2 separate regions of the Zea mays genome follow, and region 2 is linked to region 1. The links are chromatin contacts, called in public Hi-C maps. All regions are on one chromosome and are shown on one strand. The core of a region is the stretch at or near the end of the contact, and the rest is flanking DNA. Distances in the headings are between cores, read along the strand shown. Region 1 has its middle 26 kb from the start of LOC109941425. Region 2 holds the start of LOC100281307.

Region 1 (6,919 bases), core at 2,907-5,406:
ACAACTAATTGTTAGTAGCCCGTTTTCGAGCGGGCCAGATGATGCTATGCTCCTTCAAAGCGGTAAAGGAGTGCTTCCGTAAGAGGACAAGTGAAACATACTTCAAGCTGGAGCACATGTGTCGTACTATTCACTATCATCTCAAGTGTATGCCAACACGGTGATGACAACTCCAACGATGGGAACAAACGATTTTGTCTCAACATGGACAACAATTATAGCTCTGCATCACCGGACAGTGTCAAACCAACATACCCTATTGGTCACGATAGGGCAAGAGCGCAACACAAAAGGCAAGGGCCAGCAACAAGTAGCAACAGGTCCTCTGCCATGGAAAAGAGCATGTTGAACAAGTTGTACAAGACCTGCCAAAGGATAACTCAATTAAAATTATTTGAGAACTTCACCAAGTAACTGGATCAGTCCACCACTGATATGAATAATGACATGAAAAGGGTCCATAGATTGGTCGTAAAAAAATAACCAAGCAATTAAAACTAGATGAGAAAAAAAATACAAAAGAGGAGGAGGCGAATGACAATGAGGAGTAATAATGTATCATTTTATGGACTATATGATTTTTATATTATTTATTTATTTTGTTAGAATTATATTTTTTCTCAATTACATGATCAGATGATCTTTTTCCAAACAAAACACTATGTTTCGTTTCAAATAAGAGTATGTAAAAGAAAAACTAATGTGATGCTGAGCTGGATATATATAGGCTGCGGCTGCCCTGCAGGCGCAGGTGCTGTAGCTGTTCGGACTGCTGCAGCTGTAATTCATAGAGACAAAATACTGTAGAAGCCGCAGGTTCGACGGTCTATGGCTGCATCTTCAAGTACTGAGCCATACAAGCCTGGAACGTTCGGCTGCCCGACTGTTGTAGCTGTGCTGCAGCTCTGACTGTTGTGGCTGCAGCCACTGTCTAGGTGCAGTAGCAGCCCAACCAAAAAGAAGTGCAGCCAAACATATTTTCAACGAGCAGAGTATACTCCCTCCCACCTAGTATATAATACATAATCATTTCTAGTTCAAATACCAAAAAGTGTAATTATCTCTATCTACTATATATCTAGAGAGAGTACAGCTTATATTATTAGACTAGAATAAAAAGTGGTATGCCTTATATTCTAGGACGGATGAAGTAACTAAGTACGGAGGATCAGGAGATAGAAGCTAATCATATTAAGAGGGGAGTCGAATTAGATAACTAAGTTTTCTAGTATCACTAGGCGTTGGAATCATACACATTACATATAGGCCTAATTAAATGACATATATGAGAGCAAGCGAAAATGTTTAATGAAATCGGTTTTAAAATGCTAACTATGCTCTATTATGTTTGGTAAATCATTCTGAGAGATATCATATTTTAGAAGAGAATAGAAAATGCTCGTGGTGCGGATTTTTAGTGTGCACTAGATATGTCTGGCGGTACACTTGGCATGGCATCGAATACGAAGTCGGCTTGACCATAGTGCATATTTTTTAAACCAGTCATCAGACATGGTGCACTGGACAATGAAGTACCAAATAGCCCACTAGATAAGGCACCGTCAAATGCACATTTAACTCTGTAGCATACTAGACGTGTTCGGCGTGACACCACATATACCACACTTTTTGGTGGACAACATTTTTGTGTTTATAAATTTATAGATCCACATGTGGTTTGCACTCTGTTGATCCCTTTAGGCAATGACAAAAAGGTATCAACCTTTTAGGTGAAATGGCGACTACATACAACTTAATGGGACATACATGCCACTGTGCCCCAAGCAGCTAAGGAATTAGTGGTCCACAAGCAGTCACCCTCTTCAACGACATCTACAACTAATTGTCAGTAGCCTGTCGAGCGGGCCAGATGATGCTATGCTCCTTCAAAGCGGTAAAGGGGGGGGGCTTCTGTAACAGGCCCACTGAAACGTACTTCAAGCTAGAGCACATGTGTCATACTCTTTGCTATCATCTCAAGTGTATGCCAACACGGTGATGACGACTCCAACGATGCGAACAAACGATTTCGTCTCAACATGGACAACAAATATAGCTTCACATCATCGGACATTGTCGCACCAACATACCCTATTGGTCACCAGCATAGGGCAAGAGCGCAACACAAAAGGCCAGGGCCAGCAACAAGTAGCAGCAAGTCCTCTGTCATGGAAAAGAGCATGGTGAACAAGTTGTACAAGACCTGCCAAAGGATAACTCAATCAAAATTGTTTGAGAACTTCACCAAGTAACTGGATCAGTCCACCACTGATATGAGTAATGACATGAAAAGGGTTCACAAATTCGTCGTAAAAAATAACCAAGCAATTAAAACTAGATGAGAAAAAATACGAAAGAGGTGGGGGAGAATGACAATATGGACTATATAATTTTTATATTTTTATTTATTTTGTTAGAATTTTAACTTTTCCTCGATTACATGGTCAGATGACCTTTTTCCAAACAAAACACTACGTTTCATTTCAAATAAGAGTCCGTAAAAGAAAAGCTCCGAGGTGGATGTAGGTTGGCGATAAAACTATGAGCTGGAACGCGCTACGGTAGATAAGAATTGAGAACGGTCAATAATTTAATTGGTAGTGTGGTCGGTAGTGGATGTAGCTGACGGTATGAAGTATGAACTGGGTGCGTTGGATCCCGCTCCCGCCTAAGACAAGGGGAATTACATTGTTTTTTCTCCATCCTAACGGCTAACGCTGGGCATACCATACGACCCATCACCCATGCACCACAAGCTCGTAGTTTGGTATCTCACTCTACTCAATTAATTAGTGGCTTGGTTTGGCTTGGCTGCCCGACTGCTGCAGCTCCCTGACTGATGTGCTGCAGCCTCTGCCTAGCTGCAGTAGCAGCCCAACCAAAAAGAAGTGCAGCCAAACATATCTGAGCTAGTATATTACTCCCTCCAACCTAGTCTATAAGACATAATCATCTATAGTTTAAATACCAAAAAGTGTAATTATCTCTATCAACACTAGTACCACTACATATATATAGAGAGTACACCTTATATTATCGGACTAAAATAAAAGGTGATATGCCTTGTATTCTACAACGGAGGGAGTACCTAAGTACAAAGGATCAGGAGATAGAAGCTAATCATAGCAAGACTGTCTCCAGTTATGGCTTGTTCGGTTAGCTCTCAATCCATATGGATTGAGTGGGATTGGGTGGGTTTAAATCCCAAGTAAGTCAAAGTTGTTCTAATTTTTTTCCAATCTCATTCAATCCATGTATAATAGGAATAACCGAACAAGGCCTTAAGTGTGTAAAATGAGGGGTGTGGAACTGTAGATGACAAATGTTGTAGAGAGTAATTTAAAATACGGGATGAGATAGAGGATTGACTAGGAGATCTGTTGAATATAGCCTAAGAGGGGAGTCGAATTAGATAACTCAGTTTTGTAGTGCCACTAGGCATTGGAATCATACACATTACATATAGGCATAAATGATATATATGAGAGCAAGCGAAAATGTTTAATGAAAACAGTTTTAAAATGCTAACTATGCTCTGTTATGTTTGGTAAACCATTTGAGAGATATCGCATTTTAGAAGAGAATAGAAAATGCTGGTGATGCGGATTTTTAGTGTGCACTAGATATGTCTGGCGGTACACTTGGCATGGCATCGGATACAAAGTCGTACAGCTCGAAGCAAGTGCACAATGCAAGAATAAAAGCAAAGAGCAGTAACATATAGTACCGCCAGCTTGTGGAAATTTTGTCAAAGCAGAGTAGCAGTACGCTCTAGCGTGCGTGCCTCCTGTTGGTTGACCTGCGTCAGTTGACTTGAGGGGTTGACTTTCTCACCAGCAGGCACGGCGTGGGCGTGGACTCCTAAACCAGCTTATACTTTCCGCTAGTTTGAAAATGGCGAATGCGACCGTGCGTGTGGTGTGGTGTGGTGGTCAGCGTCTATAGATCGCAAAACTTTTTGAAAAGGTACATTTTCTCCCAGACCAAAACACTCTCTGTTTGTTGTTTGGTGATTGCCTCATTGCTTCATTGGTGTCAATATCGGTCGTTGCTGCTGATTCCTCGCTCTTGGGCTTTGGTGTTGCACCAATCCACACCTCCACCAGGCCCACGCTGAAGTTAGCATGTGTTGGTTAACACGGCTGCCCACTCGCCAGTATTGTTACCTTGGGCCCATCGAGGCCCGACTCCGTGCAACAGCTGGCCAGACGCCCACGAACCCCAGCCTAGAAGCATCGATATCTCCGTGTCTTCTCTATATCTTCTACCTTTTAAAGTATGAGCTTCATGCGTTACGCGGGGTGCGAAGCGCCTAGGATAGATCTATTTTTTTCTCCTACGTCTTGTCTAATAACCAGGACGTTATCTTCTACATGTACCCTAAGAAAACATTTAAACCCACAGTGCTCTCGAATAGTATCATCTCGCTAATTAAAGGAGGACGAACGAGCTATAAAAAAGACATATCCCCTTTCTAACTCATATCTTTCTTGGCATTTTGGCTAAAATAAAGTACAATATCTATAGTGTGATATCTAATATGTAACGTCATATGTCCATTTTAATTTTAAAATTATTTTTTTGGGATGGTCTACATTAATTTTTTATGATGATCCATCACACTATCTTACCACTCATCCCTCGAGTACCGTATAACTGTTGCACTATACCATCAAATATGAGAAATATGATTGGTGTACAGTCGGACGTCGTGGCGGTCCGCTTCCGTAAGCAGGCTTGTAGGCATATGGGGCGAGCTACCTCCATTGTCCATCTAACGGTGTTACAAGATTCACATGGTCTAGGATTAATTTGACCATCCAACACAAAATGTAAACCAGATCTACTAGCAGATAATATCAATGACACTAGAACAAAACAGATATAGAACGGCTCATAAAGATTAACGTACAAAAGGTAAACAAACAACAAATCTATCCATAAGACCGTTATAGAAAATGCAAATTTACTTACACTGCTTCCTAAGAGTGACGATGAGGAACAAGAGTGGACGTGCGCGAAGCACTGTCTAGAAACTTGATTCCTTGGCATCCGTGCAAGTCTTTAGATCACTGGAATAGGTTTAGAGACACCTCTCTCCCTAGATCTGCTACATAGTATTGAATTCGGAGTGCGGAAGATAGTTCTTCTTGCTATGAGTTGCTCAATCAATGTGGATAACTTTGGGAGCAAACTCAAAACGATGTGAGCAAGAGAACTTTAGAGAGGGAAGAAACAAATCAAATAGTGAAGATTAACACAAGTGGACACGATGATTTGTTTCCCGAGGTTTGGTTCTAAAGAACCTACTCCCCATTGAGGAGGGCACAAAGGGCAGATCTATTTCAACCCTTTCCCTCTCTCAACCGTTCACTTAGACCGATCGAGTGCTTCTTCTCAATCTTACGAGTCACTAAGACCCCGCAAGGATCACCACACAATTAGGTGTCTCTTGCTTGCTTTACAAATCACCTAGAAAGTGTAGAGAGAGATAGAGAAGGCACGATTAAAAGGCAAGTAACAAGAGCAATAAGAAAAGACACAAAAATCACACTCTCTCAAGTCACTAATCACTAATGATCACTAGTCACATATGGAACTTGGAGAGATTTGGAAGCTTGAATTTTTCTTTGGTTGAAGTGAATGCTCTTGTATTTAATGAGAGTGAATGAGAGGCTTGGATGAAGTGAGTGGAGGTGGTTGGAGTTGTATTTATAGCCTCCAACCACTACCTAGCCGTTGCTTCTTTTCTGTCGACCGCAGACGGTCCGCGCCCCTGGTCCAGGCGGTCCGCCCCTGCACATCAACGGATGAAAGCGCAACGGTCAGCGGTAACGGCTATATCAACGGCTATAGTGCATTTAATGTGTCATCAGATGTCAGATAAAGCAGTCACGGACGATCCGGCCGTGCACCCCGAACGGTCCGTGAGAACACTAAAAGTGCATTTTACCGAACCCATCACCTTCGGGTTTTTCTGGTTTTTCAACGACCGGACGGTCCACGCCTGAGGCCGGACGGTCCGCGCTTGGTCCCGGATGGTGCTCGCTTCTCCTTCGGACAGTCCGCAGTGTAAACGATGGTCTAGGATTAATTTGACCATCCAACACAAAATGTAAACCAGATCTACTAGCAGATAATATCAATGACACTAGAACAAAACAAATATAGAACGGCTCATAAAGATTAACGTACAAAAGGTAAACAAACAACAAATCTATCCATAAGACCGTTATAGAAAATGCAAATTTACTTACACTGCTTCCTAAGAGTGACGATGAGGAACAAGAGTGGACGTGTGTAACACCCAAATTCTAAATTTGGGATTGGTAGAAGAAATCTGAGCAAAGTACCCTTGATAAATAATTTAACTTTATAATTCACCCTTTTTAAAGGTAAATGATCATAATAAAATAACGATGGTTAAAATAAATCATAATAAAGATTAGACATTGGAAAAATGTTCCTATCAAAACAAAGGGAGAATTTTTGAATATACCTTTAATTCGACTACACACTCAAATAATAATATATTGCTATAATGTGGTGTGTGTACTTCATGTTGAAAACACTACCTAATTAATATAATAATAAAATAAATGAAGAAATACTATGTAGAAATTGTGCATCATGTGAAGTTTTTCTTGTGCATAAATTTGAAATTTAGAATTTAAAACTTGGTTTGATGTGAAATTGAAATAAGAAAGGAAAATAGAGACAATAAAGAAAAAAAAAAGAAATACTCACCTTGGGCCGAATTCTTGCGCGCCTTGGCCCAATACTACGTTTCCACCGCGCCAGCCCACTCTGCTCCTCTTCCTTTTCTTTTCCTGTTGGGGCACTTCCAGGTGGGACCCGCATGGCAGCTACACCCCTACGCGAGCAGCTTCATCTTCTCCCACAACCGATGCAGCAAACG
Region 2 (6,373 bases), core at 2,812-5,311, 71 kb after region 1:
TATTAATATGCTCTACGACAATCTCTTCAATATTTCACAAATGCCTTACTGATCTGATTTGATGTTTCACATGTCTTAAAAACTTTGCATTTTCCTTTGCAATTCCTACAATTGTGATCGCACTTTGATTATCACAATGCAAAAGAATGGCTGGTATCGGTTTAGCAACCATCGGTTAGACAATCAAGAGCTCTTTGATTATTACAATACAATTGTGAACACACTTGTCTTTATATTTTATATTTAAGCTGAAATATAAATCGTAGCAATATACAAGCACTTTGCTAGTAGAGATTTAAAAGCACCAATTTTCCTTCTTACTACCGTCGTCATGGTTGTCCACATTTAAATATTAAAAAAGCTAAAATTATACATAAATGAGGATTTCAACCATAATGGTTGACTCTAAACTCACATTCACACCTATCTAGCGAACAAAACACACATGTCTTTGTGTATTACACTTCATACTCAAATATAAATGGAAGTTGTAGCAACGCACGTGCACTTTGCTAGTTGAATATATATATATGGGAGTAAATATGGTCTTAATGTTGTTACAAAATGTTACATATTATGGAAATACCTAGACTAAAAGCAAGTATAATAAGTGGACTTTATATTGACGTGGAGAAAAGTGAGGAGAAAAAATGTGTTGCAAACTTATAATCAACTTATGTACGAGAACTTAAAAAACAAAAAAAAATAGAAAAGGAAATTAACCCTGTATTAATTATAAAAAACGAACTACAATAAATGACTCGTTAAGTTAAATTTAGACTACTTAATAGCAAAACAACTCTCCAATAGACACTATCTAAGAGCGTCTCTAAGAGACTCTTTATTTTTGACTCTCTATTTGACTCTTTATTTGTCTCTCCATAAATATTAAACTATATATATAACATCTCATTCCAACAGACTCTCCAACATGCAAGTTAACTTGGATAGCGAGAGTCGCTAGCCAAATTTAGCTAGTGAGGGAGTTAATTTAGACTAGTCTGCTGGAGAGCTATTATGCTATTAAGTAGCTAAAATTTTGCTTGACAAGTTATTTAGTTAGTCTCTTGAAGATGCTCTAAGAGCATCTCTAAGGGACTCATCATTTTTTTACTCTTTATTGGACTCTCTATTTACCTTTTCGTAAAGATTACACTCTGTATGTAGCATCTCAATACAATAGACTATCTATCTAGTTTGGCTAGTCAGGTGGCTAACTAAATTTAACTAGTGAGAGAGCTAATTTAGAGAGTCGGATAACTTCGAGTCAGATAGCTAGTCTGTTGTAGAGCTACTTTGTTGTTGAGTAGCCAAATTTTGGTTTGGCGAGCCATTTGGCTAGTCTCTTGGAGATGTTCTAACTTGTCAAGTCATCTGACTCTCCAAATTAGGAAAAAATTGCTATTTTAGCCCTTCTAACGTGGGCTCTATGCTATTATGTGACCCTCTGTCTATGACTTATGGGATCATTTGTGTCTATGATTTGTGGGTCTGGTGGTAAAATAGAGAAGTCCACAACTGAGAGTGACAAAATAGCAAATTTCCCCCAAATTAGTCCCCTCTCTAGCTAAATTTGGCTAGCCACTCCGACTAGCCAAACTAAGGGCATGTTTGAAAGCACCTTTTTTAAAAAAACTGGTTTATAGAAATTGGAGTGGTTTCAAACATATCGGTTAATGACTCAGTTTATAGAAATTGGATTCCCAGTTTCCTAGAGCATTTCCAACAAGAAATCATATATTTGAGTCCTAAAAATTAAAATAGTACCTGATTTAAAATGTTAGGACCATAAAAACATTTACAGCTCCAACGATTGATTCTTATACCATGTTATTTAGAAAATAAAAGATTAGATTTGTGTACTAAATGAGGATATGACTCGAGCATATGGAGTCCTATATTTAGGACCTGATACACCAGGTCCAATTGTTTAATGAATTTTTGTGAAATAGGAACTATGTTAGATTAGAGATGCTCTTAGAAACTAAGAAGTTGGCCACTGCTAGCTAAAAAATAAAAGCCAATTTTTTAAAAACTGAGTTGGTTCTAAACAAAATCTATAAGATTTATAGAATTTATTTTTTATAAAGAGATAACTAGAGAGTTAAAAATGAAGAGTCCAACTAGACTTCAAAGATCCAGTCAGCAATAAGGCGTATTATTATTAGCCTTAGACAACCGTCGTCGTCGTCGTAGTCACCGCGCCGGCGGCGGGCGGCAGGAGCGCTTCAAGCCACGGCAGCAGCCTGTCGTGGACGAGGTCCGGCCGGTCGTCGTGCGGGCAGTGCCCCACGCCCTCCAGCATGTAGAGCGTCACGTTCGGGAGCTCCGACGGCAGCTTCGAGAAGAACTTCCCCACGGGCCCGTCGATCGGGGTGAAGGGGTCCCGGTCACCCCACAGCACCAGCACGGGCAGGTCGGCCAGCCGCGGCATCAGGGCTATCGGGCTTGGCCCCGGCGGGCCGGTCACCGTCGACACGAACGCGTCCAGGGCGCCCTCCGTGTCAGCCGGTCCGCGTATGATCTGCGTGTGCAGTGCATGCACATACTTTCAGAAAAGAAAAAAGCAGATTCGGCCATATATAAACGCGCCACTATGTTCATTTTGAGCTCCGGTATTGTCCTCTGAATTCACAAAGACATGTGAGCCTTGGGACAATACCCGATGTCAGTAAAGGATAAATGGAGTTTCAACTAATTGGAGATAGGTGTCTTGCCTCAACCAATTCATCGTCCACAGCATCTTTGTTCCCATAAACAGAGAGCAAGATGTCCTTCAGATTGTCCCTGTTGCATCCAAACCGTCACAGAACAGCGTCAGCGAGGCCAGGTCAGAGGAGGAGTGTTCAGATCGGCATGCCTGTTTTTCACGCGGTTAAAGAGCGCTGATGCTATCGGCCGCTGTTTCAGCAGGAAGTCGATCAGCCAGAGCAGTGGCAGGAGCAGCTTGATCCGCCAGTCATCGACGATCGCCTTGTTGTTCATGCCACCGGCGCAGTTCAGCAGGACAAGCCCCCGGACGGCTTCTCTGCTGGACTCTGCCCGTCATTAGCAGGAGCAAACTGAATTTCAACGTGGGTACCGAGCTAGTTTGCAGAAAGAGAATTTACAGACAGATTGGAACCTGATGCAGCAATGACGCACGCGAGGCTTCCAACCGAGTTCCCGACAAGCACCGTGGGCCTCCTGACCACCTCCTCCAAGAAATCCAGTATCAGCTGCTTGAGACAACGCATACACCATTGTTTTTTTATTCTTTTCAAAAATCATCAATCTATATTTCTAAACTAAATTTATGAGAGCAATTCAGTTCAAATGTCAGATCAGATATTATATCAGACTGAGAGCACAACACTTGCCTCGGCCCATGTCTCCATCGTGTAAGAAAACCCAGGAGGCTTGTCCGACGCGCCAAACCCCAGCAAATCGATCGCGTAGACGGTATAGGATTCAGACAACACCCCAATGTTCCTACCAAGCGAGTTGATCAATGTTCCCAGCAATGGTTGGCGCATGCAGAGGCACAAGCTCGAGCACATGGCGTGCGTGCACCAACGGTCGCGCGTTGAGCCCAGGTAAGGTTTCATCAGAAGATTATGATCGATCAAGGGGGCGGACGGACAAGGCCGGCTCACCTGCGCCAGTGCGCGACGGAGGCGCCGAAGCCGTGGACGAGCAGTACGGGCGGCCCCTGTCCTCTGGCGAGGTAGTTCACGCGCATCCCTCGCCACGTCCAGGTGGTGCAGCCCCCGCGCAGCTCCTCCAGCGACAACGACGACGCCGTCGTCGCGGCGGGCGAGGCGGCGCTGCTGGCGCCAGTGCTTCCGGCGCGCGTGAGGACGCGGGTCGCGGCTCGGAAGCTGAAACGGCCTTGGGAGGACGGCCGCGCGGCGAGAGGAAGCGACGAGAAACGGTGGCGTCGGCCAAGTGTTGGAGTTCGGGCAGCGACGGAGGAGGGGTGGAGGTGGTGGTGGGCGGCGACCGCTGCCATATCCACCCCCGCTCGGCTCAGTGGTTGTCGCGGGTGTTCTGTTACGTTTGCGCTCTCTTGGCATTTTTCCGCGTCGGTTGCTGTCCGGAGGCGACTGTGAGCTTACAGTTTTTCTACGGTTTAGATTTTTTTCCTCTTCAGTTTCTGTGTTACGAGGGTACGGCCGTACAAACAAAAAAAATGCCCTCAACCTTGTTATTTAAATATTTAATTTATTTTCGAACTAAACCCTAAGAAAGAGAAATAATGAATATTTATTGTCCGCTAGTTTATTTTCGAACCGAACCGCGAGAAATAAAAAAACGGAGGAAGTACTTCGTGATCACTATTTGTCACATGGCTCGTGAGGTTAGTTAAATAATTAGCTACAAACGACGTTTGATACATCGATTTTATGGTTATGTTGATCTCAAATTTATTTTATACTAGTACAATATTAGTCCATCCAAATTATTCGATTAAATGTTAGTACATAATGATTATGTAGTTTAATATCTCGTGCTGATATAGTAAAGACAATAACTTGCTTAGTGTGAAAATTGAAAATTCTATAATCGTTTTGGATTTTATTTTCATTTGTACACTAATGGGGTGTTTGTTTGGTTGTAATATGTCCAAATTATATAATACAACAAATTTTAAACTAACATTTATTTCAAAATTTATTGGATATATAATCTGAACATATTATAATCCCAAACAAATATCCAAGTAATGCCATACAGAAAAGAGCTTACCACACTTATATGTGCAGCACTTCACAGTAAAATCTAATCAATGTTTGCACAACAGTTATAATTTTAACAGAAGAAAGAACAAAAAAGCAAAAGCGTGTTGAGACAATAGAGCAGAAATAAGATGAGGAAAAAATAACATGACGAATAATCCTTATTTCATCAAAATAATGAAGAAAAAATATTTACCTTCACAGCTCTATTAAGAAAAAATATATTTAGGATGATATTTGTGTAAGTTAGAAGTAGCCTAACATTCTCAATATCACCTCTAGAATAGGGTATTATGGTTATGGGCCCTATGTCTATTAGTAACTCATCTGAAGACTTTCTGTACAAACCTTTACCTTGGTTGATGCTAAGAGAGGTTCCCATAACATGGTGTCTTGGAAGTGGTGATCACTATTTTACTTTTCTCATTGGAATCCTTAATGCGTTTTGGCTATGACTTTCCCCCTAATAATATCCTTTGCACATATATTGTCTCTTCGAAAATAAATACATATATCGAGTTTTAATTAATTGAATATTTTTAAGTTTTACTATAAAAATGTATCCAAATAATTTCATAATAAAAATATATTTTAATTTTAATTTAATAATACTAATTTATTATAAATATTAATGTTCTTAATATATTTGATCGAAATTAATAAAAAATTGATTCCTCATAGGATAAAATATGTACTTATTTAAGATTCAGAAAGTAGTTTTTAATGAAAATAAAAAAGTAGTAATTGTTTGCAAACGTTTTGTGTTCTGTTGTTGTTATTTTCTACTTTATCCTGTTCTTTTATGAAACGCCCACTTCATTCCGTGAAATAGAAGTAAAATACAAAATCTCCCCGGAAATGACCACAACTTTCTCTCAAAATAAAACCTCACCCCTCCTTGGTCTGCGGCCCTTTGTCCTGTCTCCTCCCACCCTTGCCTCCGAGTCACCTCCTCCCTTGGTCTCCGCCGTCGCTGCCTCCTTGCCGGAACCCTAAATGGACCCCGGCGCCGGCGCACACTACTCCGTCCGTACCGCGGAGGAGGTTTTCCGCGACTTCCGCGGCCGCCGCGCGGGCATGATCAAGGCCCTCACCAACGGTATGCTACCGTCGCTCGCTCCTTTGTTCCGGATTTCGCCTGCCTATCTGGCGGCTTCGCCGGTTCTAACGTGTTGCTTGGTTTGATGGTTTGCGCAGATGTGGAGAAGTTCTACCAGCTGTGTGACCCCGGTGAGTCCGCTCGATCATCTGTCGTAGGGTTGTGGGCCGCTGTCAGTGACTTGGTTTGGTTGCTAGGGTTAGGGCGTTCGGTCGCCCTGCTTGGTGTCCCGAAGCTAAATTTTACACTATCTGTACTGGAAATGGGAACCTAGTACTGGTCTCCTGTGGTTTCAGTTGACGATGTTAATGGTTTGGAGTGTGGTGACGGGTGAGCGATTGCAATTGTAGGTTGTGCAAAAGGTTGGATGGAATCCTCGAATTCGTGAGGATTTTATTGTTCATGCATTGTTTAGCTTGACTTTTGACTCATGTTTGCCGTTGATACTGCACTGGAAAATGTAGGAATTTATGGGAAGTTCCAGGTTTGGGTGCTGGGATTCTATACTCAAAAGTAGCCAAGGTTGTTGTATCTTTGTTGATTTTTTTTGTTTCTA

Evidence for each region. A called contact is a pair of places that touch in the nucleus more often than the background predicts.
Region 2: a contact with region 1 is called in a Hi-C map of leaf, with 8 times the contacts expected there. The contact joins the promoter of LOC100281307 here to the enhancer-like site in region 1. A contact is called at or near these places in 4 of 25 Hi-C or Micro-C datasets (ear, endosperm, leaf and 1 more).

What each region holds. Positions count from the first base shown.
Region 1 is chr8:105,498,910-105,505,828 of Zm-B73-REFERENCE-NAM-5.0, forward strand. No RefSeq gene overlaps it. Among protein-coding and RNA genes, the nearest start is that of LOC109941425, 26 kb to the left of the region's middle. Within about 2 kb of position 4,157, at least 17 of the 20 cell types and tissues checked have an H3K27ac peak or open chromatin away from gene starts, as enhancers often do. A contact at or near this core is called in ear, endosperm, leaf and 1 more, where this site is marked.
Region 2 is chr8:105,570,363-105,576,735 of Zm-B73-REFERENCE-NAM-5.0, forward strand. LOC100281307 reads right to left here and starts at 4,062. Exons shown (of 6, transcript NM_001372496.1): 1 at 3,636-4,062; 2 at 3,360-3,471; 3 at 3,125-3,218; 4 at 2,861-3,038; 5 at 2,718-2,787; 6 at 2,066-2,524. The coding sequence starts at 3,991. The coding sequence ends at 2,171. LOC103635648 (PHD finger protein ALFIN-LIKE 5) reads left to right here and starts at 5,528. Exons shown (of 5, transcript XM_008658054.3): 1 at 5,528-5,817; 2 at 5,916-5,948. The coding sequence starts at 5,715.